2 separate regions of the Sus scrofa genome follow, and region 2 is linked to region 1. Evidence: chromatin contacts called from public Hi-C data. All regions are on one chromosome and are shown on one strand. The core of a region is the stretch at or near the end of the contact, and the rest is flanking DNA. Distances in the headings are between cores, read along the strand shown.

The links. Hi-C and Micro-C count contacts between places; a contact is called where the count stands out from the background.
Region 2: a Hi-C map of skeletal muscle shows a contact between it and region 1, with 5 times the contacts expected there. The contact joins the promoter of PAFAH2 here to the promoter of STMN1 in region 1. A contact is called at or near these places in 4 of 5 promoter capture datasets (fetal liver, fetal skeletal muscle and liver), 38 of 47 Hi-C or Micro-C datasets (adipocytes, adipose tissue, alveolar macrophages and 19 more) and 2 of 2 datasets of contacts at active chromatin or transcription factors (alveolar macrophages and skeletal muscle).

The regions. Positions count from the first base shown.
Region 1 is chr6:83,358,645-83,362,201 of Sscrofa11.1, reverse strand. STMN1 (stathmin 1) reads left to right here and starts at 1,867. Exons shown (of 4, transcript NM_001009582.1): 1 at 1,867-1,899; 2 at 2,384-2,556. The coding sequence starts at 1,887.
Region 2 is chr6:83,445,109-83,448,665 of Sscrofa11.1, reverse strand. PAFAH2 (platelet-activating factor acetylhydrolase 2, cytoplasmic) reads left to right here and starts at 1,699. Exons shown (of 11, transcript XM_005665126.3): 1 at 1,699-1,957.

The DNA.
Region 1 (3,557 bases), core at 618-3,117:
ACACTTCCCGAGGTGCTCCGGGGTCTCCAGAGGCGGGGCCCACCAAGGGCTGTGGGGGGAGGGGCCGGCACGTGCTGCCGCTTTCAGCCAATGCTGATCCCTGCGAGGAGGTCACGTGCCGCTGCTTGGCGCTTTTGTGCGCGCCCGGGTCTGTTGGTGCTCAGAGTGTGGCCAGGCGGCTCGGACCGAGCAGGTGGGTGCAGGGCTCTAGCAGGAGGCGGTGGCGGGCTGCGGGCTGCGAGAGGGTGGCGGCCGGCGGGAGGGGCCGGGCCTTGGCAGCGGCCCCCTGCTGGAGGGCGGCGGGCGGGGCCGTGAGCCCCGGAGGGTCTGGCGGGCGGGGGTCGTAGCGCTTTGTGTGTGGCTCGGGCGGAGCCTCGGCTTTGTCCCCGCTCCCTGGGGGCGCGGCTGTCGTGGGGAAGGGGCGCGGCCAGCTGAACGAGCCCCTAGCGTTAGCCCCAGGGTACCATCTAGAAGACAATAGGGGGCGTAGGCTCTCGCCTTGCAGGTGCAGCCCCGCTGGGGTCCCCATTGTCTGAAGGGGGCGGGGCGGCGCCCCCAGGGAGCAGCGGCCTTAGGGCCAGACTCTGGGCGACCAGGGCCGCGCCCTCGCCGACTGACTGTGGGGCTGTTCCAAGAGGGTGACACCCCACGAGAGCTCTCCATTCTCGCGGCGGGGGGCGCAGACAGCTTGGGTGGCGGCAGGTTGGTTGGAAGCAAAGGAAAGAGGCGGCGAGCCGACGGCAGGACTACCCCACTGCCTTTTCCCGGGGACTGCTCCACCCGCCGAGCTGCACCCGGGATGGGGGCCACCTCAAGGTGTTTTTGGCGGGAGTAGGGAAGGGGGGCGTCTGCGCAGGGCGAGCCCGGGAAGGGCGGAGTTACCCGGATAGGACCGTTAGCCCCGCCCATCCCTCCCCTTCCCACGCGCGCGGGCTCGGGTGTTGTGAGTTCGGGGAGATTCGAAAAGGCGCGGGGAGGAAGGGGGCGGGGCCAGGGGCTGGTGTGCAGGGTGTGCTTTGATTGGCCGGGGGCGGCTGGCCGCTTTTCCTCTCCTGGACCAGGGCCACGCCCATCCTGGGGTTGATGTTGAGTCTAATGCTCCGCCGGGGTTAGATCGTTTCGCTGCTTCGGATTTTAAATTCCAGCTGCTGAGAACCTGTATTCCTACGTTTTTGGTACTAGCTTGGGGTTTACAAGATTCATGACCTAAAAAAAAATGAAGGGATGTAGAATTTTTCATGAGAAAATTCTACACAAACCATCAAATATTGTAATCTAAAACCTTGAGGTTCATAAAATTAGTGTTACCCGCTGTAGGACGAGGAGCTTAAACCGCAGGAACAATAGGCGTTCGACATTATTGGTTAATATTAGCTTGGGCGTTTTGTTTTACACCATGGCAGACACAGACAAAGCAGGGGTGGGTGTTCCATTTGCACAATGAGTTGTAGGCAGTGTTAAGATGGCTCCGGTCTCACTGTTGAGTTGAATCTGGAATATCTTCTCGCCAGGGAGGAAAGTTTAGAGTTTATTAGGGGAAGAAAAATCTTGTGATTTAAACCTTGTCTAGTTTTAAGAATCGAAGTGTGTTTTGTACAGGCAAGCTCAGTTAACTTGATCTTCTGCAACCAGCATTCTATTCAATTCAGGTTTCCCAGTGTTTGAGTATTTTATAGATAAAATTTTCTGGCTAATGATGTCTTATTTAATTTCACAGTAGTAATTTTTCTGGCCTTAATTTGTATGGATATGATTTGAAGTCCCTTTGAATTCATGACATAGAAATGCAAAAAATTTGATTGCGTGCTTTTGAAAATCATTTTCAGGGTTTTCCTTGCCAGTGGATTGTGTAGAATACACTGCCAGTCTCTTGTCTTCTATTCACCATGGCTTCTTCTGGTAGGTAATCTATTTGAAAAAGCTGAATTTGCCACGGGCTTCTAATTTGAGAATAGGAGATGGCTCAGGTCTTATGCCTTTAATTTGGCACTAGTGTTGTGGTCTTACTAAGAAATCTGTTTTATAAAGAAGAAAAAATTATTGTCACTTGAATGTACTGACAGCTCATAATTAATTGTTTCATTATTAGATGATTTGACTTGGCCTAAAGCATAATGTGGAGTTCTGCACAACTTTTTTTTGTTTGAGAAAATGATTGTCAAATACTGATGTCTCAGAATGGTGTTTATTAGCCCAAAAATGTTGAGCTTTGTTTTTCTGGGAGGTGTTTAGATAATTTCTTCCAATAAACACAGCTGCTTCATCAGCCCTAATTCTGTTCAGTAAATTGATTTGGTTTTTAGAAAATAGAACAGCCTATTAGAACAGGAAAACTATTTTTCTGAGTGTGTTATAAATATGATATAAAAATCATAAAATCCAGATATCCAGGTGAAGGAGCTGGAGAAGCGTGCCTCAGGCCAGGCTTTTGAGCTGATTCTCAGCCCTCGATCAAAAGAATCCGTCCCAGAATTCCCCCTTTCCCCTCCAAAGAAGAAGGATCTTTCCCTGGAGGAAATTCAGAAGAAATTAGAAGCTGCAGAAGAAAGACGCAAGGTAAACATCAGTTCACAGAAAGCAGGGTATTTTTTTAATGTAATGTGGCAAATCTGTTTTATTTCCATAACAAGAGGAAAACAGAATTGTGGCTAGATATGCCAGTGGGAGGAATAAATACCAGTTATCATTTACTGGGCTCCTGTTACACGTACCCTCTCCTGTACTCTCATTGTCCTCCTTTTCTGCAGTGACGCTGGAGAGTAGGTGTGCTCTGAAAGACCAGATTAGAAAATGGTCTTGGGAATGTAAGTCATTTTCCCAAGTCATATAGCTAGTGAGTGTCGGAGCCAGAATTCACACCCAGGTCTGTCTGAAACCAAAGTTCATGCTTCTCATGCTTTCTCTTTGAAAAATAGATTTGTTGGTGGAAGATTCTTTTTTTCTTTTTGTCTCTATGTTTTGGGGTTTTGATATGTTTTTTGGGTTCGTGTGTGTGTGTGGTTTTTTATTTTGTTTTGTCTTTTGAGACCTGGACAATAAAAACATTTTAAATTGCTAGTAATGTGATTGTGTTGCTCAGCTGGCTCACTGATATCGTGACAGCTCTTTTCCTTTTTTTTTTTTTTTTAGGGCCGAACTCGTGGCATATGGAATTTCCCACGCTAGGGGTTGAATTGGAGCTACAGCTGCCAGCCTACGCCACAGCCACAGCAATGTGGGATCTGAGCCGTGTCTGCGACCTATACCACAGCTCACAGCCGGATCCTTAACTCCCTGAGCGAGGCCAGGCATTGAACCCGCATCCTCATGGATGCTAGTCGGGTTCGTTACCCGCTAAGCACAATGGGAACTGCTAGCTCTTCTCTTTTCTAAGCACCTCTGTTATAAAGTAGCCATCTAAACACTGATCGGAAAAGTCAGCAAACGTTAATGTGCTTGTTATAGAAAAATTGAGAACCACAGAAGTTTATAAATAGGAAATTAAAAGTATTCATTATCCTCCTTCACAGAAATAACTGTTGTTAACCTTTTGGTGTATTTCCCTCTATTTAGTGTTA
Region 2 (3,557 bases), core at 450-2,949, 87 kb before region 1:
AGCTCTTTATGTTCTGTAGTCACCGACACCAAGCACAGCTTTAATTAAATCCAGGGTTTGATTATCACAGGGTACTGCTGCCATCACTCTTTCCTGATGACTTTATCTTGGCTTCTGGAAGGACAGTAGTGGTGACAGTGTGTCAGGAAGAGAGGACAGTCTAAAGTCTGGAGCATGGAATCCGGACCCTGGTGATTTGAGGGTAGATGGAGGGATCAGCTGTATGACTCAGCACCTGACCTTAAGGAGCTCACAACTTATTGGAGAGTTAAGGCCTCCCACCTGGTAGAAGATGCAAGGCGGTGTGAGGTAAGCACCTAGAGGGTGTAGAGGTGGTTTGGGACTGGAGCGGAATCAGAGAAGCTTCGTGGAGAGGTAGATTCCACGGAAGAACAGGATTAGACAGGCCACCAGGCAGGGCAGAGTGCCTAGTGGAGGGAAGAGCATGAATATAAGTGTGGAGGTAACAATAAGAACCTGATAGTCTTCTTTTTTTTTTTTGTCTTTTTGCCATTTCTTGGGCTGCTCCCCCGGCATATGGAGGTTCCCAGGCTAGAGGTCGAATGGGAGCTGTAGCCACCAGCCTATGCCAGAGCCACAGCAACGCATCTGTGACCTACACCACAGCCCACAGCAATGCCAGATCCTTAACCCACTGAGCGAGGCCACAGATCAAACCCGCAACCTCATGGTTCCTAGTCGGATTCATTTCTGCTGTACCACAACTAGGACTCCAGAACCTGCTAGTCCTGAGATTGGTGAGGAGGTGAACAGCTGGGGGTAGGGCAGAAGAGGGGCGATTCCTGGCAGAGAACACCACTGGCAATACTTCTGAGGAAGTAGGTGGGGGTCCAGGTTGGGGAGGACATTGAATGCCAAGCTAAGAAGTTAGTACTGCATTCAGTAGGTAGTAGGAAGCCTTTGAAAGTTTTTGAGCTGCTTGAATAATCCAGATTTCTTATGGAAGTTTACAAGGCTCCTGAGGATGTGGCCCTTCCTCCTCAGATATGACTCTTTATTCCATCCCGCATGCTCTGTGCTCCAGCTGGGGTGTAAAACATTCTTCACATTCTCAGTACCCCCGGTAAGTTCTATTCCTTCAGTTCTCAATTTTAACATTTCTGTAAAATCTCCAGGAAGCCGTGATAACACCGTTCCATTTCCCCAGGCCTGGGCAGGTGTTTCTTTACAAGAAGGCCCCCACAACCCCTTGGTTTTTCCCCATTAGAAAACGCACAGCACTGTGTAATTATTCATTTGTCCCAATCCTCTGCTGGACTGTGAATTCTTTTTAGGCTAGCGACAGTAACCTATTCACCATTGTGTCCCTAAGAACCGGCAAAGCGAGGATGGACGGAGGGGCTGGTGGGACAGCGCGGGATCTCTCAGGATCCTCTCAGTTCTGGCCATGCATTTCTGTAGGACAATGGAATATCACGTGTCAACAGGTACAGGTTGGTGGGGAATGTGCCCTGAATTTGAATGAGCAGTTTTATACTCTCACAGGAAGCAAAGTGGGGAACACAAAACAAGATCAGACTTATTCCCTGAGAATAAAAAAAAAGCTCCAGCTACCCTCAGACACACCCAGGGATTATTTGAGGAACAATTAGGCGGAGGGTTACTAACCGGAACTATAAACCGTAATCCTCCGCTCAGGCTTTCATAATCGACCACCAGGTGGAGGAATTGTACCGCATCCCGGCCTTGGGGTTGCGCCCAACGATGAGGGGGGCCGTGTGGAATTTTGGGGATTGTAGTCCTAGGGTCTTTATGGGCAATCTCGCGCGGTGCACCTCGGGAGTTATAGTTCCGGACAGAGGGGCGGGACACGTTTTTAAGCGCTAAGGTTGAGTTGTGGAAACTACAACTACCGAAGGGCCAGGGGCTCCGGGGCAGCGTCTCGATTCCGTTGAGGTGATAGTCTGGGCTGCTTCTGAGGGATCACCTTGACTGGGTAAGTTTGATTGGAGAAAACTTTTATTCTGAACTGAAGTGTCTGCGGAGTTTCTCATATTCCAGCCCGGTTTGGAGACTCCTCCTCTCAATCCTAGCAACTGCACATTACTTTCTGTTTCCTGTTGAGACACCTCGAGTATCCACCCGCATCCTTCATTCTCCCACTGTCATCTTGCGCTGTCACTCCCCCAGCTGCCCCGGAATCCCACGGTGAGCGGAGTCCACAGCCCCACCCTGAGCCCACGGCGTCACCCCTCTGAAACCTGGGCTTCCTTGTGCGCTGCCCCTTCTGTGTGCTTCATTCTTGCCCTAACTTTTCTGTTTTTCATGCTAGTGGAAGAAGGGTCACCATTCCTTCTCAATCCACGGAAGAGCCCAGGACTTAAAGTCAGCAGACCGGGGTTTGATTCCAGCTCTGCAGCTCTCTCGCAGTGTGACTGGGCTAATCATACGACTTCTCTGGGACTCACTCTCTTTGTCTGCCAAGTGGAGGTGACAGTTGCTCTCTCAGTCTTAGCTTGAGGCTGTCTTATGGAGCCAGTAGACTAATATGTGTGAAAGTGCTGTATAAACTGTAAAGCCTCCACAAGCGAGAGCGATCATTTTTATGATAATTATGAATGTTCTAGAATGCTCTCTTGGCTCCTTTTATAGTTCCGCCCCATTGTTGCTCAAACTTGCCATCGAGTGTTTGGCGGCTCCATTTTCTAAGAACAGGATGGTATTACTCACTCCCTCAGAGACCAAACTTCAGACTAATGAGCTTTAAGTCTCCAGAGAGCTTTGTCTGAAAGGAAGTCCCAGAGAAATGCTTATCTTGGACTCTGTCCTGAAATAGCCAGTGATGAAAAGTCCAGGCAGCTGGCAGAAGGGCGGTCCCTGTTCACTGGAAATGGGGCCCCACCAGGAGATGGACAGCTGCAGCGCAAGTCCTGTCCATTCCCTCTGGGCTCTTCTGGGCCTGTTTAGTAGACTCTGGTTTTGGTAGGAGTGTCTCAGGCCTGAAAAGGCTGGGAGGAAAGAAACCATTTTGTCAAAGGGTGTAATCCAGAAAAACCAGAAAAATCTGGGAGTGTGGGAGGGGGTATAAAAAAAAAGCTTGGCTGGGCCTGATGAGAGACATAGCATTGTTAATGAATCCCTAACGTTTTATGAGCACGTAAAATGTACCAAGTCCTAGGCAAAATCAATTTTCTCATTAAATTTCACTTATGGCTCAGAGAGGTGTAGGTCATGTAGTTAGTTTATGGTTATAGTGCCTTCTGTATTCAGGTGCTTTACATACATTCAATTAGTCCTTATCAACTATTTCATGAGTGATTGTCATTTCTGTCATGTGGAGAAATTATCAGGGGCTTTGAATTGAAGGAACTTGCTCAGAGTCACAGCCAATTAAGTGGTGGAGGTGGAGTTCGGATTGCCATCAAAGCCTTTCTTTTCCCACTGTACCATATGGCCTAATTTTTAGATCGAAAAGACAGAGATTAAAGAATTGAGAGGGTTTAAATCAAAGCCAAATAAAGGAGCAACTGTGAGATCCCTACTATGTGGGAAAAGCATGGAGATTGATGGTTTGGCCTCCAAAGAAATATGAAACA